2 separate regions of the Ovis canadensis genome follow, and region 1 is linked to region 2. A link is a contact called in public Hi-C data. All regions are on one chromosome and are shown on one strand. Each heading gives the region's core, a stretch centred on a gene start, on an enhancer-like site or on the middle of the called end of the contact. The rest is flanking DNA. Distances are from core to core; before and after follow the strand shown. Region 1 holds the start of ARRB2 (arrestin beta 2). Region 2 overlaps MINK1 (misshapen like kinase 1).

The links. A called contact is a pair of places that touch in the nucleus more often than the background predicts.
Region 1: a Hi-C map of lung shows a contact between it and region 2, with 4 times the contacts expected there. The contact joins the promoter of ARRB2 here to the enhancer-like site in region 2. A contact is called at or near these places in 2 of 2 Hi-C or Micro-C datasets (fibroblasts and lung).

What each region holds. Positions count from the first base shown.
Region 1 is chr11:35,190,242-35,196,461 of ARS-UI_OviCan_v2, reverse strand. It overlaps ARRB2 (arrestin beta 2), which reads left to right and starts at 3,394. Exons shown (of 15, transcript XM_069603281.1): 1 at 3,394-3,748. The coding sequence starts at 3,726. All of the region lies in intron 1 of PELP1 (proline, glutamate and leucine rich protein 1), which reads right to left. It overlaps LOC138447423 (a long non-coding RNA gene), which reads right to left. Exons shown (of 2, transcript XR_011259831.1): 2 at 5,613-5,734.
Region 2 is chr11:35,052,578-35,058,558 of ARS-UI_OviCan_v2, reverse strand. It overlaps MINK1 (misshapen like kinase 1), which reads left to right. Exons shown (of 31, transcript XM_069603258.1): 2 at 2,254-2,319; 3 at 3,976-4,032; 4 at 4,125-4,250; 5 at 5,913-5,981. Among named protein-coding and RNA genes, the nearest start is that of C11H17orf107, 17 kb to the right of the region's middle. Within about 2 kb of position 4,403, the one cell type or tissue checked has open chromatin away from gene starts, as enhancers often do. A contact at or near this core is called in fibroblasts, where this site is marked.

The DNA of each region.
Region 1 (6,220 bases), core at 2,145-4,644, 140 kb before region 2:
GTCAAGTAAGGCCTTAGGAAGCATCACTATGAACAAAGCTAGTGGAGGTGATGGCATTCCAGTTGAGCTATTTCAAATCCTGAAAGATGATGCTGTGAAAGTACTGCACTCAATGTGCCAGCAAATTTGGAAAACTCAGCAGTGGCCACAGGACTGAAAAACGTCAGTTTTCATTCCAATCCCAAAGAGAGGCAATGCCAAAGAATGCTCAAACTACCACACAACTGCACTTATCTTACAGGCTAGTAAAATAATGCTCAAAATTCTCCAAGCTGGGCTTCAATAGTATGTGAACCATGAACTTCCAGATGTTCAAGCTGGATTTAGAAAAGGCGGAGGAACCAGAGATCAAATTGCCAACAACCGTTGGATCATCGAAAAAGCAAGAGTTCCAGAAAAACATCTATTTCTGCTTTCTTGACTATGCCAAAGCCAAAGTTTATTGTGGATCTCAATAAACTGTGGAAAATTCTTCAAGAGATGGGAATACCAGACCACGTGACCTGCCTCTTGAGAAATCTGTATGCAGATCAGGAAGCAACAGTTAGAACTGCACATGGAACAACAGACTGGTTCCAAATAGGAAAAGGAGTACGTCAAGGCTGTATACTGTCACCCTGCTTATTTGTTTAACTTCTATGGAGAGTACATCATGAGAAACGCTGGGCTGGAGGAAGCACAAGCTGGAATCAAGATTGCCAGGAGAAATATCAATAACCTCAGATACGCAGATGACACCACCCTTATGGCAGACAGTGAAGAGGAACTAAAGAACCTCTTGATGAAAGTGAAAGAGAAGAGTGAAAAAGTTGGCTTAAAGCTCAACATTCAGAAAACGAAGATCATGGCATCCGGTCCCATCACTTCATGGCAAATAGATGGAGAAGCAGTGGAAACAGTAGCAGACTTTATTTTGGGGGGCTCCAAAATCACTGAAGATGGTGACTGAAGCCATAAAATTAAAATATGCTTACTCCTTGGGAGAAAAGTTATGACCAACTTAGACAGCATATTAAAAAACAGAGACATTACTTTGCCGACTAAGGTCCGTCTAGTCAAGGCTATGGTTTTTCCTGTGGTCATGTATGGATGTGAGAGTTGGACTATAAAGAAAGCTGAGTGCCAAAGAATTGATGCTTTTGAACTGTGGTGTTGGAGAAGACTCTTGAGAGTCCCTTGGACTGCAAGGAGATCCAATCAGTCCATCCTAAAGGAAATCAGTCCTGAATATTCACTGGAAGGACTGATGTTGAAGCTGAGACTCCAATACTTTGGCCACCTAATGTGAAGAGCTGATTCATTTGAAAAGACCCTGATGCTGGGAAAGACTGAAGGCAGGAGGAGAAAGGGATGACAGAGTATGAGATAGTTGGATGGCATCACTGACTCAATGGACATGAGTTTGAGTAAACTCTGGGAGGTGGTGATGGACAGGGAGGCCTGGTGAGCTACAGTCCACCACATCGCAGAGTCGGACATGACTGAGCGACTGAACTGAACTGAAAGTTGTCTTTACATTAGTATTTTTTTAATACAGTAGCTGTAATGCCATGCCAGTCACAGCCTTTCAGTTCCAAAATCACCTTAGATATGTAGCAATATAGATCTCATTATCTTCTGGTCATGACCCTTTGACATAAATGATTCCTGAATCCAAAAGAAATGTACCAGCTAAAGCTTGAAAAGGGTGAAGGGTGAGCTTAGAAGGGTAGGAGAACTGGAGGTGGGAGGTGGCAGCTGATAAGGCCTGCTGCTGCTGCTGCTGCTGCTAAGTCGCATCAGTCGTGTCAGACTCTGTGCAACCCCATAGACGGAAGCCCACCAGGCTCCTCTGTCCCTGGGATTCTCCAGGCAAGAACACTGGAGTGGGGTGCCATTGCCTTCTCAGGGTAAGGCCTGCATTTGACCTTAAAGATGATCTCAGAGACTTGTGTACATTACTTTTTGTTGCACAGAAAAGTGGAGAAGAATGAAGTCAGTTCATTTGGGGAAGATGAGGGAATATGGGAAAACAGATGGAAGGAGGAGAATACCTTAGCTTCTTAAGTCCAAAATGTCCATCATTCATCATCCTCCCCCAGTCTGCTCAATTTTGCCCTAGAAATGACTCTTCAGCCTGGTTCCCCTTCTCCCTTCCATTCTATTGTTCATCTTCTCTCCTTGATTAGTTTCAGTCTATGACAGTGTGCCCCACTCCCTTCACCCTCCACACTGCCCAGAATTGTCTTCCTAAAGGAGAAGTCTCATCATGCCACTCCACTCCTTGCCTTAAAGAGCGGATCCACTACTGGATCCACGTGTCCTCCTCCAGGGGAGGCTCCTGGCTCATTTCTTTAGCTGCTGAGCTGCTCCTGCTCAGTCATGTCCGAGTCTTTTACGATCTCATGGACTGTAGCCTGCCAGGCTCCTCTGTCCATGGGATTTTCCAGGCAAGAATACCAGAGTGGGTTGTCATTTCCTACTCCAGGGGATCTTCCCGACACAGGGATCGAACCCACATCTCCTACATTGGTAAGTGGATTCTTTACCACTCCATCACCTGGGAAGCCTCATTCCTTTACCTGCTATACAAAATCCTTCACACCCTGTTCCAGTCATCCTCTTCAGCCTTCTCTCTCCTGCCCTCTACTCCCACAAACACCTCATTATAGGATGTGCCTTGCTTTTCTCTGTCTTTGGAATACCCTTTCTTAACTTCTGCCCACACTTCAGAAAGATTATCCTCAAACGTGCCCTCCTCTGGACAGCCTGCTCTGCCTCCATCCCTCCCCAGCCAAGCTCTGGGAGTCACTTTGTCTTCTGAGTCATACCTCTATTATAGCATTCCTGGAATCATAATATCTCTTCATATGTCTCCTCAACCATACGAGGAAGGCAGGGGTGATGTTAATTCATGTCTGAGTTCCCATTGCCTAGTATAGTGATTAGCACAAAATAGACATGGATAGATGTATGGACGGATGTATGCATGAATGGGTGTTAACTTCGATGAATGGATGGAGAAGAGTAGTAAGAGAATTTAGAAGTAACCCTGCGAAGATCAAAGAGAGACACCAGAGGGAGCTGACACACCACAATAAAGAAGTGGGAGGGAGGGCCAAAGACGGCTACAGGCTCCGGGGTGAGCGGCGCGCAATAGGCGAGCATCTCGCAACTGGAACCGCTCACCACCTGTGCATCCCCTTATCCTCCATCCTAGACTGTGTTCGAGCTCACCCACTGCCCCCACCACCCCCGTAGCCTCCAACGCCACTGAGAAAGCAAACAAAGGGGAGGAAACCCCTGCAGGGCGCTTGATGCAGGGAGCCAATCAGAATGCTTTAATCTCCTGGAAGGCGGGCGCCTCCTTTTGAGGGGGCCCAGTCAGTTCCTAAACGGGTGCGGAGGGGCGGAGAGATGGGCGGGAGTAGCAGGGTGTAGAGACCGCGCGCGGGGAGGGATCCCTCCGCAGGGGTCGGGGTGGAGGGCGGAGGGGGGCGGGCGGAGCCAATCACCGCGCGTGCCTGTAAGGAGAGGGAGGGCAGTGCCGTGGCGCGTGCAATCCGGCTGACGCATCTGGACTCCGTTCTCCAGATCCAAGTTGGGAGGGGGGAAGGAGAGGCGGGGGTAGTGGAGAGAGCGCGGGGGCGCGCGTGCGCAGTGGCGCGGGGAGGAGCAGGGACCTGGCAGCGGGCTAGGAGGCTGTGAGCTATCCGCGAACCGGGCGGGCGGCGGGCGCGCGCACCATGGGGGAGAAACCCGGGACCAGGTAAGAGAGGTGGGGCCATTCGGCGGGACGTGGACGGCGGCACCAGGCGGGTGCCGGGACGGTCCTCAGACAGGAACACCAGGGAGAAAATTCGGGGGCCGGACGCCTGGGTCCCTAGGGGACAGCCATTCGGGGCCGCACGCCTAGGTCCTCGAGGATAATGAGGGGAAGGCATGCCACAGTCCCTGCAGAAAGCGAGGGCTGAAGATCAAGAAACCTGCATCGGGCTTCTCGCAGAGATGTAGGGGGCCGGACGACTGGGTTCTCCGGTGCAGCCTGCGTTGCAGGGGCGGAGGAAGGAGCAGGTGGCCGGCCCGGAGGGGACGGGTGTGGGCAGACTAGATGCCAGGGGCGGGATCCCCCGAAGACTCGTGCCCAGCCACTTGAAAGCCTCCTATCCAGTACCCCACAGGCAGTCAGACTGCCCCCACCGGCCCCAAGGGCCGGGTGGCTCTGCTTCCAAACTTCTGCTTTCCCCCGGGTTGCTAGGAGCAACAGCTTCATTTTGGGGGACCAAAGAGTGCTTGACGACCCTCCCCAATTCTGGGCCTTATCCCTCTTCCCGTGAGTGAGGGGAGGCTGTATCTGCCCAGGGCACGCCATCCACTCCCCGGATGTTTTCTGTGCAATCGAGGCTCCTTCCTTCCACTGACACCCCGAGTTCTCTTTTTTGGTCTCTAGCAAAATCCACTTCCTGTTGTGACCCAACACCTCCGGGGGTGAATGCCTGAGTCTCTGGGGAGCAGGAGCAAAAGAGGGAAAAGATTAGGGCTATTTGCTTCTCTCCAGAGAGGATCAGGAATGGGGGCCTGGTTCTGAGCTGTCACTTGTTCTGCAAAACATTTTACCAGCCTCACAGCTCCCCACCCATAGAATAGGAAATCACAGGTTCCCGAACACCCAGTCGATTGATACTGGAGAGGTGATCAGAAGGAGGACTGGTGTCCTGGATTAGGGGTTAAACACAGCAAAAGGGGAAGTCGCTGACTTGAGGGAGGCCCCAGATTTCCGTTATGTGGTTCAGGGAGGGGGACGGATGGACCACACAGGGACTGCTGACTTGGCACAATTCCTCCCACCTCCATCAAATTCTGGGCCACAGGAAATGGAGAGAATAGCAGGAAGTGTGAAGGGGCATCTGCTTCTGCTGCCCCCTCACCCACTCGGCACCTCTCAGGTCACCCCAAAACTCCGCCTTCTTGGCCAGCCTCACTGTACACATGCTTGCTCCTCCCTAGCAGGCAGGAGGCTGGCTGGGTTAGGATCCAAAGGGCAGGTACCCTGCAGCTGCTTCAGGGCAATTACTCCAGAACCACACTCCAGTTGTCCAACAGACTGTGGCTGTCCCAACCCTCTGCCAAGGACTCCTAATAGGAAGAAACACTGGGACAGAGAGGAAAACCAGAAGCAAAGGGGAGGGAGAGCTGAAGGCTGCCACAGCAGTCAGCCCCCAGGTGGGGACAAGAGATAGGGTGCTTATCCTAGTTCCCACCATACCAGTGTCTGCCCTCCTTTCCTCGATGGGGGTACCTGGGGGCCTCTGTACCCTATGCCTTATGGTCTTTGGATAGCTTGGCCTTCTGGGAAGAAGGGGCATGTGACTTTGTTACAGTGGATGGGCCAGGTGGCAGGATTTCAGTTTCTACTACCTGGGGACCCTTCCTGGGTATCACTGCTGAGGCAGAGTGGATTGGTAGGAGTAAGGTGGGGCAGCAAAGAACAGGCCCACAAGTGGCCAGGGCACAGGGGTTGCCAGACATCTCCCTATCCTCCCAGCAGTGGGTGGAGTCCAGGCTTAGACCATTTCAGCAACCAGAAAGCGGAATCTCCTTCACTCCAACAAACATAATGCCAAGAACAGAGGCAGGATAGTACAATCATTTAGTGATGAAGAGCCAGAGTACCTCTGTACCCGAATTCCACCATTTACACTCTCCGTGACCTCAGGCAAAATACTTGACCTCTCCTGGGCTTCAGTTTCCTCACCTGTAAAATAGGAATATTAGGACCTCCATCACTGGGTTGCTGAGAGCATTAAATGGGCATGAACCATTCACCCATAAATGTTAGGAAGCATCACGGCGTCTGGCTTATGGCTGCAACTATGCTGGGGATGCCTGAATCAGTAAGGCCTCTGTTGCTCACAGTCTAGTGAAATACATGATACACAGCTAACTGCACATTATCACACTACATGTGTGCTAAGTCCAGTTCTTTGTGACCCCATGGACTGCAGCCCACCTGGCTCCTCTGTCCATGGGATTCTCCAGGCAAGAATACTGGAATGGGTTGCCATGCCCTCCTCCAGGGGATCTTCCCGGCCCAGGGATCGAACCCTTGTCTCTTACATCTCCTGCATTGGCAGGCGGGTTCTTGACCACTAGCACCACTTGGGAAGCCCTATCACACTACAGGTAAAGCATAAACAAGGTGTGACAGAAACCCCAAAAAAGGGAGTGACTAGAGTGGGGC
Region 2 (5,981 bases), core at 3,154-5,653:
ACTCCCTTCTGGGTAGAGGAGCAAACTCAGGAAGGCAGGGTGAAGCAGAAGGCAGGCGCTCCAGGAGGGAGGGGGTGGAGGGATGGGCCTGGAGTAGCAGCTTCGGGAATGGAGAGGAGGAGACACACGGGCGTCTTGAAAGGAGAAGGAACTGGGGAGGGGATACTGCCAAGGTGGGGCTTGGGTGAGGGTGGTGCTGTCGTTGAGAAACAGTGGGGCCAGGCCTCCGTGGAGCGTGTTCCCTGGAGGATGTTTCGGGCCAGGACTTCTGTGTCACACGCACAGTCTCAGCTTAATTCTCAGAATAACCCTTTCAGTAAGTGTGGTCAGCCTGGCCGGGGGTCAGGAAACAGGCTTGAGACCGTTAATCCGTGTCTGAACGTGAGTGTCTGAACTCACAGGCTGTCCTTTCATCCCTCGGTGCCTTCCAAACAGAGCCTGAGGAGGCAGGCTGGGGGCTCAGGTTGCAGCCTCTGTTTGTGTTGATCCGAGGTGACGATGCTGTGTCATTGTGACTCTGCCAGGCCGCTCTTATCCCCTCTTAGATTAGGAGCACCAGAAAATCAAGCCCATGTGTCCTTCTCCTGTCTCCGTCCATTTCAGAAAGAAAGATGGAAGAAAGGACTTCCCGATGGTTAAGAGTGTAGAGGCCCCAGGATGGATGAGGCCATTCTCTGGGAGAGACTTTTTAGGGAAGTGAGTTCCCTTCAAGCCTCTGAGTCTAGACTTGCAGGTGGATAAGATAACTTCTTCTAGGTCCCTTGTAGCTCTCAGGTTCAAGCAGACCTCTTGTCAGCCCCTCTCCCTTTCCTGTGGGGCCTGCTGATTTTTAGACCTATTCAAGGGTTTTGTTTTGTTTAGTAACTTAAGTTGGAGCTAAGTAATTGAACATAGAACCAGGGAATTATTGGTTTGGCTAGCCCAGGCCCTTTCAGAGCAGGTGGAAGGACTCTCTCTGTAGCTTCTGTCAAGGCTCCCGCAAACCTGGCCATTTCTGGAATGTTCTTTCAGGCTGCTGCTTGCAAAGCCCTGGGCTAGGTGCTGGACAGGCAAGTAAGCAGGGAGGATTCAGTCCCTTCCTTCCAGGATTTACAGACAAGTCGGTGCATAGTCACGGCGTGTGGAGGCACGGGCTCTGACGAGGATGTCCGGGAACCAGGCTACATTTCCGGTCCTCCCAGGACGTTCCTGAGGCGGGGGTCTCCCTGGTCTTCAGCCCATCCAGGTTACCTTCCACGTCCCCTTGCTGCAGTGGGTGAAGGAAGAGGTGTTCTTTTGGTTTGTTTGGTTTGGGGAGTTTCTTTGGTTGTTTTTACAGAAATCCTATCTTGGTTTTCAAAATCAGAGAGAAAGTTTTATATGATATACTTTGAGGATTGTCGGCAACAAGGCTCAAGTGTCGGCTGGGGAGTTTGTTTCCTGAGTGGCACGTGCCTCACCTCCATCCTGCAGGTGGGGGAGAGCCTGCCTGTGGCCTCAGGCGCCCCTGGCAGGCCTTGGCCTGCAACTCCACCTCCCAATCCCTCTCTCTCAGAAAGGAGTCCTGCCCAGAGGGTGCCGGTGGCCTCCCTGCAGCTGTGCTGCTCAGCACAGCAGGCCATGAGCCTCTTCGGAGGCGTTTGTCCGAGCCCTGCAGGCCCTCGCCCCTCCTCTCCTGGTACCACTTGGCTCCAAACAAGGGGAACTGAAGTTCTCCCTTCACACCGCCTCTCCCTGCTCTCCATCCCCCCATCCCCTCTGGATCCCTGTACCCCACCAAATGCTGGGAGCCCTGGGCTCAGGACTGGGAAAGGGGAGAAGGCTGGCTCGTGTGCTCTGGCTCCTCCTAACTTTCTTCATCCCTGCTTTTACTTTCACTGCGCACACGCCTGTGCCAGGCACTGACTTAATAAGCATTTTGTGGGTGTTGCCCCATTTGAAGTTGCCACCAGCCCAGAGGTGGGTACTCAGGTGTCCCCTCGTGCGGATGAGGCCACAGGCTTTCAGAGATCGTCACTGAGTCTGAAAGCAGCAGCCTGTCCAAATAGCCAGCGGGGCTCTGCCCCCTGTTTTCTCTCCCCTTCTTCCGGCTTTCCCCTCCCCAAACATAAACTCTGACCCAGTCTCGGAAAAGGGCAGGTCTCCATCAGCCCCCCAGCAGCCCCATCAACACAGTCATTCTCAACTCCTGTCGAACAGCTTTCCCCGCCTCTAGCTCGGGTTCCTGTTCTGAAGTGCTGATACCTCATTCTCTCTCTCCCCCTGCCCCCTCAGGACCCTGCAGGCATCTTCGAGCTGGTAGAGGTGGTTGGCAATGGCACCTACGGACAGGTGTACAAGGTGAGGCTCTGGGTGTGGTGGGAGGGGCCCTCTCCTATGGGCCTCTGTGGAGTGGGCTGTGGTCTGGAGATTTGACAGGGCCTGGAGGGATTACAGGGGCCGGGGGCCCTGGGAAAGGAGGGGGCCCAGGGAGGGAGAGGAAAGGGATAAAGTCAGGAGGAAAGGAAGCAGCGAGAGGCGGGTGTTTTTGCTGGCCTCTACCTCTGAGCTTAGAGCCAGCCCTGGGTGTGGCAAGAACAGTCTGGAGCTGGGTGGGGTGAGGAACAGGGACACGCGGGGCAATGGGAAGGGCATGGGGACATGTGTAACTGAGCTCAGAAGTACAGGTGTGGCTTCTCCTGAGTCCACAGGAGACCCAGGGGTCGGGGGCGGTGGGACCTAGAGGGGCACCCTCAGTAGAGGGGACCCACTTTCTTGAGCCCCCCTGACCGGCCTGCAGCAGGACTGGGACCAGGGCGCAGGCCTTCTGCTTTTGAGGCTGCCTCTCTCCTCCGCCTCCACAGCAGTGGCGTTTCCTCAACCACAGACTGTGGCTTTTGGCCTGGCCAGTCTGGCCCTTCACGTGGTCTACCCGCCGGTCACACTTCACGGGGGAGGCAGCCCCATCAGAGAGGTGGTACTCAAGGTGGATGCTGCCCCCAAGTGTGCGCCTGGCTGCTTCGGCTCTAGATATGGCACTCAGCCTCTTCACGAGTCTCCTGTGTCTCAGGGGCCAGGGTTTCCTGGGTCACTGGGGCTACCCACCTGTCTCTTACCCTTCTTCTCTGTAAGCTTTGGAAAGCAGGTGCACCCCCCCACCCCAGTCACCCCATCTCTTGCCTAGTTGTTGCCATGGAAATAGCAGCTCTGTGTTCTACTGCTTCTCTGGGCTTGGGGGTCGTGAAAAACTGCTGGGGATAAAAATAATCCCTGGGCTGGCAGTCCCCCCCCAACACACACCTTTCTCCTCCCCAGGAAGCCTTAGACTTTCCTACTGGAGCCTGAGATGACTCCTGCTAGGAATTTTGGAAGGATAAGGGAGGCAGAAGGGGAATGGCAGGGACACACTCTAGAAGAAGTTTCTTCCCATTAGCACTGGTGGTGGGGTTTCCACATAGCAGTCAGCCCTCCCATGTTTCTCTAAGTTTCCTAAAATCTCAGCCCTGTCTACTCTCTCCTGTTAACAGTAATAAAAAGCCCTGTGTATGTGTCTGGGGGTGGGGGTGATTCTGGGAAAGACCTCCTGTCCAGAGAGGTGAATCAGGAGAGGACTCAGGCAGTCTGTCTTGCATAGAAGATGCTGGAGAGCCAAAGCCCTCCTCCCCCAGCCACTTCTCCCAGCTCCATGCTGCTCCATCTGAGGATGGAGAGGGAGCCCTCACTCGCTGCTCTAACTTTCAGACAAGGCTGTCTAAGGCAGAGAGGCTGGGACAAAGCACAAGTGTCTCTCCCTCATCCCTCTTGAGTGTTTCAGGAGAGGAGACCCTTCATCTTTATCCAGCTTAGCACTTGGAATCCAGGCGCGGTGATTTTCCTATAACCGACTCATAAACTGAGGTGTCTAGCCAGGGGCATTTTCTAAGAAAGAAAGCAGCCAAAAATTGTGGCCTCTCCCAGAATTAAGCCCCTCCCGAGTGCAGACTTGACCACCCCCATGCCTGGCTCTTTGTTCTACAGGGTCGGCATGTCAAGACTGGGCAGCTGGCTGCCATCAAAGTCATGGACGTCACGGAGGTAAGGCGCGTATAGGGCAGGGGAGGGTCGGGGTGTTGAGAGGGGGGCTTGCGGGGGTGACTCTCAGGGTTCACCTCTCCCTATTCACGTAGGATGAGGAGGAAGAGATCAAACAGGAGATCAACATGTTGAAAAAATACTCTCACCACCGCAACATCGCCACCTACTACGGGGCCTTCATCAAGAAGAGCCCCCCAGGGAACGACGACCAGCTCTGGGTGAGGAGCGCCCCTGGCCTGCCCCAGTTAATGCATCTGTTCTCCTGCCTCTGAGCACAGCTCCTGGGAAAGCAGCACATCTAATATGTGTGGGTTTTGGCTAGACTCGGGCCCCTCCCAGCAGCGCACAAGCCTCTCTGGGCGATTACTCTCCAATTACTCGGCCACAGCTCGCTTAGCTCTTTAGGGCCTCCCCCAAATTCCCTCCAGGCTCGGAACATTCCTAAGAGTCATCGCCTTTCCCTGCCTGGGCGCTGTTGCCCGCTAATTCCCCAGCCTCACCCTTTCTTGGGCTCAGCCCAGCCCAGAGGAGAGGGCAGCAGGGAACACAGCCATGGCTGGGGAACTGGCCCCCAGATCAGGTCCCCCTCCCAGCAGTTGCTAGACAAGTGCTTACTGAGCGTCCTATGTGTACCCTGCACAGATAATCATGAGTTGTGGTCCCTGCCTCCAAGGCACTTAGTCTTTTTTGGGTGGGGAGAGACACACGTAGAGAAAGGCAACCAGCTGTGTGTAGTGGGAGATTATTAAGGGCTAGAAGCTGAGCGCTAGTGACCCAGCGCCCCCTTGTGGACCCCATCCTCCCCTCCAGCTATGGGAGGGGCACCCCAGATGCGCAAATTATCTCTTTGGCGCATGCAAATATAGGTACCTCAGGCTGCCTTTTTTTGGCATTGGATGCAGCTTGTAGGAAACATACAGTGAAAACATTTGGACAGGCGTACTGCTCCCCCGGGGATTTGTTTGGCCTCTGCTTTGGGTCCCTGGAGGTGGGAAGCATACAGTGAAAACATTTGGACGGGCATACTGGTCCCTCAGGATTTGTTTGGCCTCTGCTCTGAGTCCCTAGAGGTGCCGGCCAGCCGGAGTTCTTCTCATCTTCCGGCCTCTGCCTGGCCTGTTTACAGACTGTGCTGAAGCCTCAGATTCCCTTCTGCAGCTCTCTGGTAGCCCCTGGGCTCTGTCTTGTCTCTCTAGCAGACCTTGGGACTTGCTGACTCTTGAGTCCCTTTTTTGTCTCTCTCAAGGGTTGGCCAGGCTTTCCTTTGAAGGGCCAGACAGTAAATATTTGGGGCTCTGTGGGTCATAAGCTTCTAACAACTACTCAGCTCAGCCATAGATAATGCAGAGATGAAAACAGGAATGTCCCTTGACTCCAAAGAGCTTTATTTAAGACGCTAAGATGTCAGTTTCATGTGATTCTTCTTTGATTTTTATTTCAGCCATTTAAAAATATAAAAATGCTCAGCCTCTTGGCCGTAGATTGCCGGGCCCCTGCTCTGGAGCGCTGGTTCTCTGCTCGCTGTTGGGCTTTGTGGGTCCCAGTGAGGATCTGCTGGTAGCTTTAGCCCCTTCCCCAGGAAAAGTGCACAAACCTGTGTCATTCTCTCTGCAAGTTCAGGGATTCCCTGGGGTCCTCTTCTGGCCCAGACCATCACCTCCCTCAGCCCACCTGCCCTGTGTCTCCCAGCTGTGTCTCCTTCCCCTTTCTCTTCTAATCTTACCAAGTTCTGTGGCTTTCACTAGGGGCCTCATGGCCCCTGCTCTCCAGCTCATACCAATTCTGACCCAAGGACTCCAGTCCTCCCCCAGGGGCCTGGCACGGGAAGGAGGCCTTGCCTGACAGATACTTTTCCCTCCGGTGCCTCCCTGGGACCATAGCTGGTGATGGAGTTCTGTGGTGCTGGTTCTGTAACGGACTTGGTGAAGAACACAAAAGGGAATGCCCTG